2 separate regions of the Zea mays genome follow, and region 2 is linked to region 1. Evidence: chromatin contacts called from public Hi-C data. All regions are on one chromosome and are shown on one strand. Each heading gives the region's core, a stretch centred on a gene start, on an enhancer-like site or on the middle of the called end of the contact. The rest is flanking DNA. Distances are from core to core; before and after follow the strand shown.

Evidence for each region. A called contact is a pair of places that touch in the nucleus more often than the background predicts.
Region 2: a Hi-C map of endosperm shows a contact between it and region 1, with 2.0 times the contacts expected there. The contact joins the promoter of LOC103653759 here to the promoter of LOC103655564 in region 1. A contact is called at or near these places in 2 of 25 Hi-C or Micro-C datasets (endosperm and tassel).

What each region holds. Positions count from the first base shown.
Region 1 is chr4:142,691,163-142,696,494 of Zm-B73-REFERENCE-NAM-5.0, reverse strand. It overlaps LOC103655564, which reads left to right and starts at 3,396. Exons shown (of 10, transcript XM_020552629.2): 1 at 3,396-4,895. The coding sequence starts at 3,536.
Region 2 is chr4:143,273,140-143,278,697 of Zm-B73-REFERENCE-NAM-5.0, reverse strand. LOC103653759 (cell surface glycoprotein 1) reads left to right here and starts at 2,576. Exons shown (of 2, transcript XM_008680571.4): 1 at 2,576-3,004; 2 at 4,130-4,673. The coding sequence starts at 2,798. The coding sequence ends at 4,345. LOC100272770 (Nucleotide/sugar transporter family protein) reads right to left here. Exons shown (of 10, transcript NM_001308272.1): 8 at 5,257-5,364; 9 at 5,128-5,184; 10 at 4,744-5,045. The coding sequence ends at 4,971.

The DNA.
Region 1 (5,332 bases), core at 2,147-4,646:
GGTCAATGCGGCCGAAAGTGGGCCGGCAGTAATGACGGTGGCAGGCGGACGAGAGCAGCAGTCACGTCGTCAGCCAGGCTCACGTCCCATCCAGGGACAGCAAGAGAGCCTCCTCCCACGGCGTGAAGACGGTGCGCCCGTGATCCGTTCCTCGAACGGCTCGCGCACACGCAACGGCCGCCCCGCCAACCACTCGCCCCGTCGCATTAACTCCGCGGCAGGACAGGCGGCGCTTCTGGCAGGAGAAGCGGACGACGCTTCGCCTTCGCCGTAATAACCGCGCCAAAAAAGGTACGCCACGTCGTTCGATTTCGTATCCTTTTCCTTTTTTTCCTCTTTCTCTATCTCTTACAACAGGGACCGGGAAAGGGGGATACCCCGAAAAGGATCCTTCCCTGTAAAGGAACCGGGCTCCGAGCCCCCCTACTGATCAGAGGTTCGAAGGCTGGCCCTCCGAAGGGTTCAACAGTCGCCTCAGATCGCGTGGGCCCGACACCCACTACTGGTCAGGGGTTCGAAGGCCGGCCCCCCGAAGGGCTCCATGGCCGCCTCAGGCTACTCGGGCTCCGCGCCCATTACTGATCAGAGGTTCGAAGGCTGGCCCCCGAAGGGTTCACAGTCGCCTCAGACGCCGAGCGAGGGATGACCAGGGGTACGTTCGATACATAACCGAGGCTCGGACTGCGCTCCCGAGGTACCCTAGGACATTTCCGAGACCAGCGGGAGCGATCTTGTAACGGAATCCCATCGGAGGGAGGCATCGAGCCCTCGGACCCCGTCGCCAGGGGACCGGGTCCGGCAGATCACCCGCGGGTACTTTTGGGCGTGCCTCTGGGCCCCTAGCCGACCCCCAACGAACGGGGCACGGACGTCCACTCGGATTACCCGCTTGCAGCTCACCGGAGACACCATGTTCGGTGCCCATCGAGGGTAACATGGCGCACTCCCCCCCTCCTCCTTGTGGAAAGGCGACGTAGGGGCGTATGCAAAAAGTCGAGTCTGTCCCTGATCGTCCTCTCGCCCTGTGCGGAGGCTCGGGGGCTGCTCTCGCAGACCCGGCTCCGGCCGAACCGTTGACAGCGTCAACATACCAGCCCGAGAACTTGGGCCCCGACCGTGCACCCGGGCTACGGCCAGTTCGCATGAGGGAACGACCAGACCAGCCGAAGCGTTACACAAGGCATTAAGACCTCGAAGGAGTGAAACCACTCCTCCGAGGCCTCGGGGGCTACACCCGGCGGGTGCGCTCGCGCGCACCCACCGGAATAAAATGCAACCGAGGAAGGCTGGTCCCCTTGCAAAAAAGTGCGACGGAAGCCTCCAAGCGAGTGCTAACACTCCCTTCGAGGCTCGGGGGCTACTGTCGGGGACCATAATTAGGGGTACCCTCAAGACGCCTAATTCTCAGCTCGTAACCCCCATCAGCATAAAGCTGCAGAGGCTTGATGGGTGCGATTAAGTCAGGGATCAGTCCATACGAGTGACTCGATCACGCTTCACCCGAGCCTAGCCTCGGACTCGGGCAGCCGACCTCGAGGGACTTCCGTCTCGCCCGAGGCCCCCCTTTTAACGGCGGACACATCTCCGGCTCGCCCGAGGCCTTGGCTTCGCTAAGAAGCAACCCTGACTAAATCGCCGCACCGACTGACCGAGTTGCAGGGGCATTTAACGCAAAGGTGGCCTGACACCTCTATCCTGACGCGCGCCCCCCGGCAGAGCCGAAGTGACCGCCGTCACTCCGCTGCTCCACTGACCGGTCTGACAGAAGGACAGCGCCGCCTGCGCCACTCCGACTGCAGTGCCACTCGATAGAGTGAGTCTGACAGGCAGTCAGGCCTCGCCAGGGGCGCCATAGGGAACTCCGCCCCGCCCGACCCCAGGGCTCGGACTCGGGCTAAGACCCGGAAGACGGCGAACTCCGCTCCGCCCGACCCCAGGGCTCGGACTCGGGCTAAGACCCGGAAGACGGCGAACTCCGCTCCGCCCGACCCCAGGGCTCGGACTCGGGCTAAGACCCGGAAGACGGCGAACTCCGCTCCGCCCGACCCCAGGGCTCGGACTCGGGCTAAGACCCGGAAGACGGCGAACTCCGCTCTGCCCGACCCCAGGGCTCGGACTCGGGCTAAGACCCGGAAGACGGCGAACTCCGCTCCGCCCAACCCCAGGGCTCGGACTCGGGCTCGGCCCCGGAAGACGACGAACTCCGCCTCGCCCGACCCCAAGGCTCGGACTCCGCCCTGGCCTCTGACGAACGACTTCCGCCTCGCCCGACCCAGGGGCTCGGACTCGGCCTCGGCAACGGAAGACAAATTCGACCCCAGCTTCGGAGGAGCCCCCACGTCGCCCGGCCTCGGGCGCGGGCCCGCCACGTCAACAGGGAGCGCCATCACCACTCTACCCCGAGCCGACTCGGGCCGCAGAGAACAAGACCGGTGTCCCATCTGACCAGCTCCGCCAGATAGGCAATGATGGCGCCTCCCAAGCTCTATGACGGTGGCGGCTCTCAGCTCTCTTACGGAAGCAGGTGGACGTCAGCAAGGACTCGACCGCTCCGACAGCTGTCCTTCCGCCAAGCTCCGTTGCTCCTCCGACAGCCACGACATCACACCAGCAGGGTGCCAAGATCTCTCCGGCTGCCACATTGGCATGTACTTAGGGCGCTAGCTCTCCCTCCGCTAGACACGTAGCACTCTGCTACACCCCCATTGTACACCTGGATCCTCTGCTTACGACTATAAAAGGAAGGACCAGGGCCTTCTTAGAGAAGGTTGGCCGCGCGGGACCGAGGACGGGACAGGCGCTCTCTTGGGGCCGCTCGCTTCCCTCACCCGCGTGGACGCTTGTAACCCCCCTACTGCAAGCGCACCCGACCTGGGCGCGGGACGAACACGAAGGCCGCGGGACTTCCACCTCTCTCACGCCCGTCTCCGGCCACCTCGCCTCTTCCCCCTTCGCGCTCGCCCACGCGCTCGACCCATCTGGGCTGGGGCACGCAGCACACTCACTCGTCGGCTTAGGGACCCCCGGTCTCGAAACGCCGACAATTATGTAATTTTATAATATATGTTCGTTCAATCATTCGTTGTGAACTCTCTTCTCATCGCTCACTTCATTGGCCGTGTTGTACCAATACATATTGGATGGAGTAAACAATAACATCAGTTAGCTAAATAAAAAAAATTATATGGAGGGCGGAGACCTTTAATAAAAAATCTTGAATTTTTTTATAGATAATTTACATGTAAACCGTCGCAACGCACGAGCAACCGACTAGTTAGGTCATAAAACCTGATACCCTGCCCTTCCTCACACCAAAAATCCTTTTACTCATATAACACATTTTAACTCTAGTAGGAGAGAAAATGTGAAAGGTGTATGATACATTCGTATGTGACATTATTTTGATTAGCAAAAATAAAGATACGGAAGGATAGGAAAACAGAAATAATGAACAAATAAAAAAACAGCACGCTAGCAACACCTTCCTCGCCTCCCCAAGACCCCAACCAAGCCATCGCTCCTGTCCTGCATCTCCATGAGCCAAAGACCAAGGAAAAAGAATAGGGAGAAAACACACCCCGAAAAACAAACCAAAAATCCCCAATCCATGAAGCCCACCACTTCCGCCGCCGCCGCCGCCGTGGCGGCGGTTACCGTCACCACCGATGACCCATCCCCTTCGCCGTCCGACTCAACGTCGGCGACGTTCACGGTCGACCGCCGTGGGGACGCTTCCGCCTCCTGCCGGTGGACGCTCCCGGACTTCCCCCGCACCCGCGCCCGCACCTTCTACAGCCGATACTTCGAGGTCGGCGGCTTCGACTGCCGCCTCCTCCTCTACCCGCGGGGCGACTCGCAGGCGCTGCCGGGGTACCTCTCCCTCTACCTACAGGTCCTCGACCCCAAAGCCCCGGTGTCGTCGTCGTCATCCACCACGACCACCACCTCCTCCAAATGGGACTGCTTCCTCAGCTACCGCCTCTCCGTAGTCCACCCCACCGATCCAGCCAAGTCGCTGGGCCGCGATTCCTGGCACCGATTCTCGTCCAAGAAGCGCTCCCACGGATGGTGCGATTTCGCGCCCTCCTCCTCCGCCCCCTTCCTCTTCCAGCCCCACGATGCCCTCGTCATTTCTGCTGACATATCTGTGCTGTCTGAGGCGGCCTCTTTCTCCGATGCCGACGGTCGTTTTAACTGGAAGGTGCTCAATTTTGGCCTCTTCCGAGAAATGATCCGCACACAGAAGATCATGAGCCCTGCATTTTTTCCTGCATCTGCCTCTGCTGGCGGGACTGACTGTGGGCTCCGGATTAGCGTCTATCAGAGCAATGTATCTGGCGCAGAGCATTTATCTGTTTGTCTGGAAAGCAAGGAGCCTGTTGTGCAGGTAGCATCCGGGTCATCGGCATTGGCATCAGGTGGTACAGGGAGTGGTGTGCCAGATGGTGATCGTGGGTGCTGGTGTCTTTTCCGCATTTCGATCCTTAATCAGAGGTCTGGTGGGAGCCATATCCACAAGGACTCATATGGTCGGTTTGGTGCGGACAGTGCCAGTCTTGGTTGGGGAGAATACATCAAGATGGATGAGTTTTTGGCTGCTGACGGCGGATACCTTGTAGATGGAGCTGTGGTGTTTAGTGCCTCAGTGCATGTCATAAAGGAGTCAAACTCATTCAGTCGGAGCTTGCCAATGGTTCCTGGAATATGTGGTGCTGGTGGTGGGCGTGCTGGGGCTAGGAAGTCAGATGGACACTTTGGGAAGTTTGTGTGGAGGATTGAAAGCTTCACAAGACTTAAGGAGCTTCTCAAAAAGCGCAAGATCGCGGGTCTGTGTATCAAAAGCAGACGGTTTCAAGTTGGGAATCGAGATTGCCGTCTTATTGTTTATCCACGGGGTAAGCACTAGGGCTTTTGCTCCTCATATGTTAGCTTTGAAATTGACTTTATCGATTCTGTTCGGACATACATTGAACTGCTTGTGGAGTGAAACTTGGTAAAATGCTGTAGGAAACTAAGCACGTGTACACCTGCATGCTCTGCACAATTTTTTTAGATACTTAAATGATTGAACAATTGTGAATTAATGGTCAAACCGTCAGAGGTGCTTGATTGAATTGGTTTGGGAATTGTAATGGTGAAATCTAGACATGCATTTGAAGTTTGCCATTCATTTGTAATTAATGAAAATTTCACCATAAAAATCAATTCTTAATTTGTACTTAGAAACATAGCTAATAGGTAATGTACCAATCAGGCAGTCAATGAATACATTGGCATAACTTCTATATGTTAGGTGTGTTTTATAACTATTGCTCTCATATAGACTGCCCTA
Region 2 (5,558 bases), core at 1,327-3,826, 580 kb before region 1:
AGCTACTATGACGTTGGAGAGAAGCAGTTATGCAAAAGTCACCGGATAGTATCATCGAGCTTGATGTAAAAATGGATGAGGGTCGTCCTTTCTTCAGTCGATTTTTTGTGCGCTCGGTCCATGCATTTCTGGTTTCAAGGGTGGCTGTCGACCATACCTAAGTGTTGAAGTGTCCAAACTGTGGTGAACTAGGCCACAGGAAAGCAAGCTACAAATGTCCATTAAATGGCACAAAGAAAAGGTTACATTATTTCTGGTTTAAATTATTTGTGCAACTGTCTATTTTATGATATTAACTAATTTCTGTCAAAACAGGAAGCGAAAGCCTAGGAAAAATTCAACTAAAGGCTAGTTCCCCAAAGATGTACCTGAGTCATCACAGCATTTCATAGCAAATAAGAACCAACAAGTAGTTCATGATGTCTTGTCTTACAATTTGCAACTCACTCATTACAATACTAGTTCATCTAGCTGAACTCATTACAAAAGAACTACACAAGACAATGTTACACTGATCTATCCCATATCTCATTGTAACTAAGCCCCCACTTAGCACAGTGCTCAGCAAGTGTCTCCGCTTCTAATGGCTGATTCATTATTTCTCAGTCACGGAATACGTCCTCCCACACCGCACTATCTTCACTTCCATAGCCAGCTTCTAATATAGTTGTTGGATCCATCATCGAAACCTAACAGTCAATTGAAGTTACTTCTAGCATTTCAGCTAACTCGTCCATTGAACGAGCTACTTGAGTCATCATGAAACCATCTACAACGTCTTCATCTGTGTAGCAGAAAGAGGCAGTATCTTGTAGTTTCTTAGATGTATCACTCATTTGAGACATGACATATATGAGTGCATGCGCAAGTTTTTTGTTCATCTGCAAAAAAATATAATAACATCAGACTATGGACAGCCATATGAGGAGGTAGTGGAACTAACAACTGAACAAACAGACACATACCCTCAGCTGAACAAACAGGCAACTGTAAACATGAACTGAGGGTTTAGGGTCAGAACAACACAACACCAAACAGGCTGAGACAGCCATATGCCCTCAGTTTTTGAAAAAAACATCATATGTAGTATACAGTTCTAAAATTTCAAAGAAATCATCATAGGGCAACTGACAACTGAACAAACAGGCACATTCCCTCAGCTGAACAAACAGGCAGCTGTAAACATGAATGAGGGTTTAGGGTCACAACAGCACAACAACAAATAGGCTGAGACAAATAGCCATACTGCCAAAGTGAACTGATAACTGAACAAGACAACCATATGCCCTCAGTTTTTTTTTAAAAACATCATATGTAGTATACATTTCTAAAATTTGAAAGAAAACATCATAGGGCAACTGAACAAACAGGCACATACCCTCAATTGAGGGTTTAGGATCAGAACATATGCCCTCAAACTGCCACATATCATCATAGTGTTGTTTTCAGACAAATAGCCATACTGCCAATAATCTGAAGCCTCCAAAAAGCCATATGCCCTCAGTAATTTTCAGCAAACAAAACCAAGTGTAGTATACAGTTCACTATTTTGAGAAAACATCATAGGGCTATGCAAGTAGATCATCTCACATTATCACAAGCCTCAGGTCAATTTTTTCAATGAAACATCATCAAACAGAGAATTTTGCAACCATGGCCTCAGTTCAACTGTCATCACAAAGATCCAATTGCCCTCAATAATTTTTCAGCAAAAAAAGAACAAGTGTAGTATACAGTTCACTATTTTCAAAGAAAACATCACAGGGCTAAGCAACTTGATCATCTCAAATTATCAGAAGCCTGAAATCTGCACTCAGCTTTCTACAATTCAATCACAAGGCTAAGCAATTATATCACCTCACATGTTTTAGAAGCCTGAAAACAGCACTCAAGTTTCTACAATTCCATCACAGGGCTGCAACAAATCACATGCCAAACATATCTCAAGCGTTGCCTGGCTCAGTAAAAGTTTGAGAATACAAACCTCACAGTATTTGGCCAATGTCTCCTTAGCACAAACGACGGCTGCACTCGCCTGTTGATAAGAACGCATAGCACTTTTTTCCGCCGCCACAGCGGATTCAAGAACATCAAGCGTAGAAACCACATCGTTACCTAAGGAAAATGTGGCGCAGTAATCACCAGCAACTATACAAGCGGTAGCAGAAGCATTCATTGTGTCACGGGCTGCAGCAACGGACGCGGACAGGTTCTAGGCACATAGCTCCGCGGCAGGTTCCATGACGGTAGCCTAATCTGCAAACCCTAGGGTTACAGAAGTAGGAGAGCTCACCAGCGTCGGCGGGGCGGCAATGGATCACAGGCGCAGGATCCGCCTGAGGCGGAACCTGCTCAGCAGGGAAGGGCAAGATCCAGTGAAGGACAGGGGAGGAAGGCACCGCAGTGCGCGATGAACAGAGCCGAGGGAGGAAGATGACGACCAGGGCGACAAAGAGGAAAGGGAGAATGAAATACGGTAGAGGATGACAGCGCCGAGGGAAGTAACGGCACGATGGCACGAAGAGAAGAGCAAAAATGCTAATAACCATTAAGCGGCCCGATGCTAAATCTTCAAAACATGAAGGATTATAGTGCCACGATTTCAATTGTCACGATAACAGTGCCAAAAGTCTGAAGCCCGCCGTAGTCGGTGCATGTTTGTCAAATTCTCTTCACAATCGCAACTCGCAAGCCACCGCTACTCCACCAAGCCACACGGAGGCGGAACCCAAATTCCAACCCGACTCCTCCAGCCAACAGCCCAAGCGAAGCGAGGGCCCTTGAGCTCCCCTCCTGCATGACGTCCCCATGGTGTCTCTCGGCACCGCCCGCCGCCCCGCCCATGGCGGCTGCGCCCAGCGCCCTCGGCGTCTCCACGTCGGCCTCCGCCCTCGCGCGCGTGCCGGTTCCCGGAAGTAAGCGGTGCAGGTGGAACGCCCTCGTGGTCTGCGCGGCCCCTGATGAGGAGAAGATTACGAAGCGGTCGCCCCTGGATTTCCCCATCGTAATTCTCGTGCCCTTCAACTTTCCTTCACTTCATTTGATTTAGCAGCTTGTCCTGGTAGGATTGGAGGAGGCTTATCTTTTGGGTCCGTTAAACTGACCAAGAACCGGTTTAGGGACTGGGGTAGACAAAATCAGTAGGAATGGTACATAAGTTGTGTGGACAGGTTCTTCCGGTTGGGTAGGATTATGCTTAGGCCTGTTCGTTTCTGCAGGAATGCACCAAGAATTGTTCCTGTTGATCAAAACTTATACAAATTAAATAAGCAATTTGGGTAGGAACTATTCCAGTCTTCCATTCCGTGTGAACCGAACGGGCCCTTATACAAATTAAATAAGCAATTTGGGTAGGAACTATTCCAGTCTTCCATTCCGTGTGAACCGAACGGGCCCTTATGCTTTAGCTTCCAGACGTGGATTCAGCCTTCATCTATTTTTTTAGGGTTTTGCCATTTCGTATCTCTCTGGCGAAGGTACCCCTACGAAATGATAACTCCTAACCTTCTGCTCTATTATGAATGTAATACATTCATCTGTCCAAACATAAATCTTTATTGCCATAGACTCTTGAGGTTGTTTTGCAGCTAGTAGCTCGTTGTGCTGATAGATATTTGGAGCATCAAATTTATATTCGCCCCTAAATACTGATTACAGTATACAAATAAGCCCTAAATGTCCTTTAGCAGTGCCTGTCTTCCGAATGTGTAGCTTCTGTGTATATTCTTTTGTTTGTAAGACTTCCATCATTAAAGTGATAGAATGTTATGACGAGCAGTCATGAGCTGTTTAGGTGAACTAAGGCCAGACTATGTAAATGGCTTCACGATTGTATGGATTACATGGTCTGATATATGAGGATACTAATCCTAGCCTTTCTTGGTAATGATTTTTTGTACAACCAAAATAACGATTGGAGATCTATTGCAGCTTTTCCCAATGATTATTCCCTTGGGACGATCTGATATAATCAGTAGAGTCATTATATCTAGTGTGGACGATCTGTCCAGCCTAGAAAAATAACGTTCAAACATGACTGTACTGATTTAGATATAATGTTCCATACACTTTTTTCGCTTCTATATGTTGACATCAACATTAATTTCTACTGTCGTTTGAATGTTGCTAGGAATGGGAGAGACCAAAACCTGGGAGGAGACCTGATATCTTCCCTAAGTTCAGCCCAATGAAGACACCATTACCGCATCCATTGCCAGCTGATGATCCTCTGGATGATGATGAAGAGGAAGAGGAAGAACAAGCACCACCTCAGGAGGAGCCACAAGAGGACGATCCAGACACGGAAGAACCTGAGGAAGATGACCCAGATAAGCCAACCGAGTAATTTTCGATTGGCTTAACAGTGATAGATTAGGCAATGGGAAAAAATGTGCTACGTCTTTGGTGCGCGCAAGAGATCTCAGTTCTATTTGAACTGCCGGCTTATATAGGCTCTAGATGCATAAGTTTGTTATATGACCTCTGAGCTTTTCTAAAGCTATGAAAGTTTTGTTTTACGGATTACAGATTATAGTGCGATATCTGTGATGACATGCATTCTCACTTTTTCTATGTTTTGAGTAAGCAACGTGTACATTGCAAAACCTGTATTTGATGTAGTTGCATCATTGATTTGTGAAACGGATACTGAGATTTTTTAGTAAGCTATGAAAGTTTCTGGGTCTTCTACATAAGTTCATTGTATTTTGCACGTCTATTCGAGTTTAAAAGAGAAACGGTCATAACTCATAAGGTAACAGTAAAAATTCGGTATACTCTATTTCCTTTTCAGTTTTGCAGTGTTCATTAGGGCTGAAGTCTAATACATACAGGAAACCTACAAAATTTCTCTCCCATATGTAGGAGCAAACAGCATAAACAACGCTACTTTTGTTAAGCACACTGGCCCTGAATGAAACACCAAGTCACACCACCGTCTACCCCCAGTTGATCCCACTAGACATCAGCGTCTACTTTCCTTTGATCTTGCAGTAGGCATACAATCCAGAGCCCAGAAAGCCTAGTCCTTGTCCTATAACATTAAGCTGCACACGAAAACTTTGGGTTCAGTATTCACTGGGAGATTATACAAAGATAAGTGGCATAGAAACAAGACCCAAAACTTACAAGATCAAAAGGAAGTCCACCAAATAGCACCCAACCAATTCCAACGGTGAAGAAATCCTGCAGAAACATCGCGCATGAATATCACTGCTGAAGAATGTTTTGCGTGGAATAACTGGATGGCAGCCGTACCTTCAAGTTCCCACACATCGATTGTGTGAGTGCAGAATTCAGGATTGTGTTCCAGAAGATAGTGTAGTTCAGTAGAAATGCTAGGATGCACGAAAATAGCAGCACAGTCTACAAGTGAAATTTCGTTATTAGTGACATTCATAACTTCACATTATTGGCATTAGATGCTGTAATGGAACTACTTGACATTACTCACTATTTCGTTGTCTACCTGTTTTGAGTGTTAAATTAGTATGGTATAAAAAATAAACAAGTTAGAATGTAAAATGACCTCAAGATCACCTACAGCAGCTATACTATAG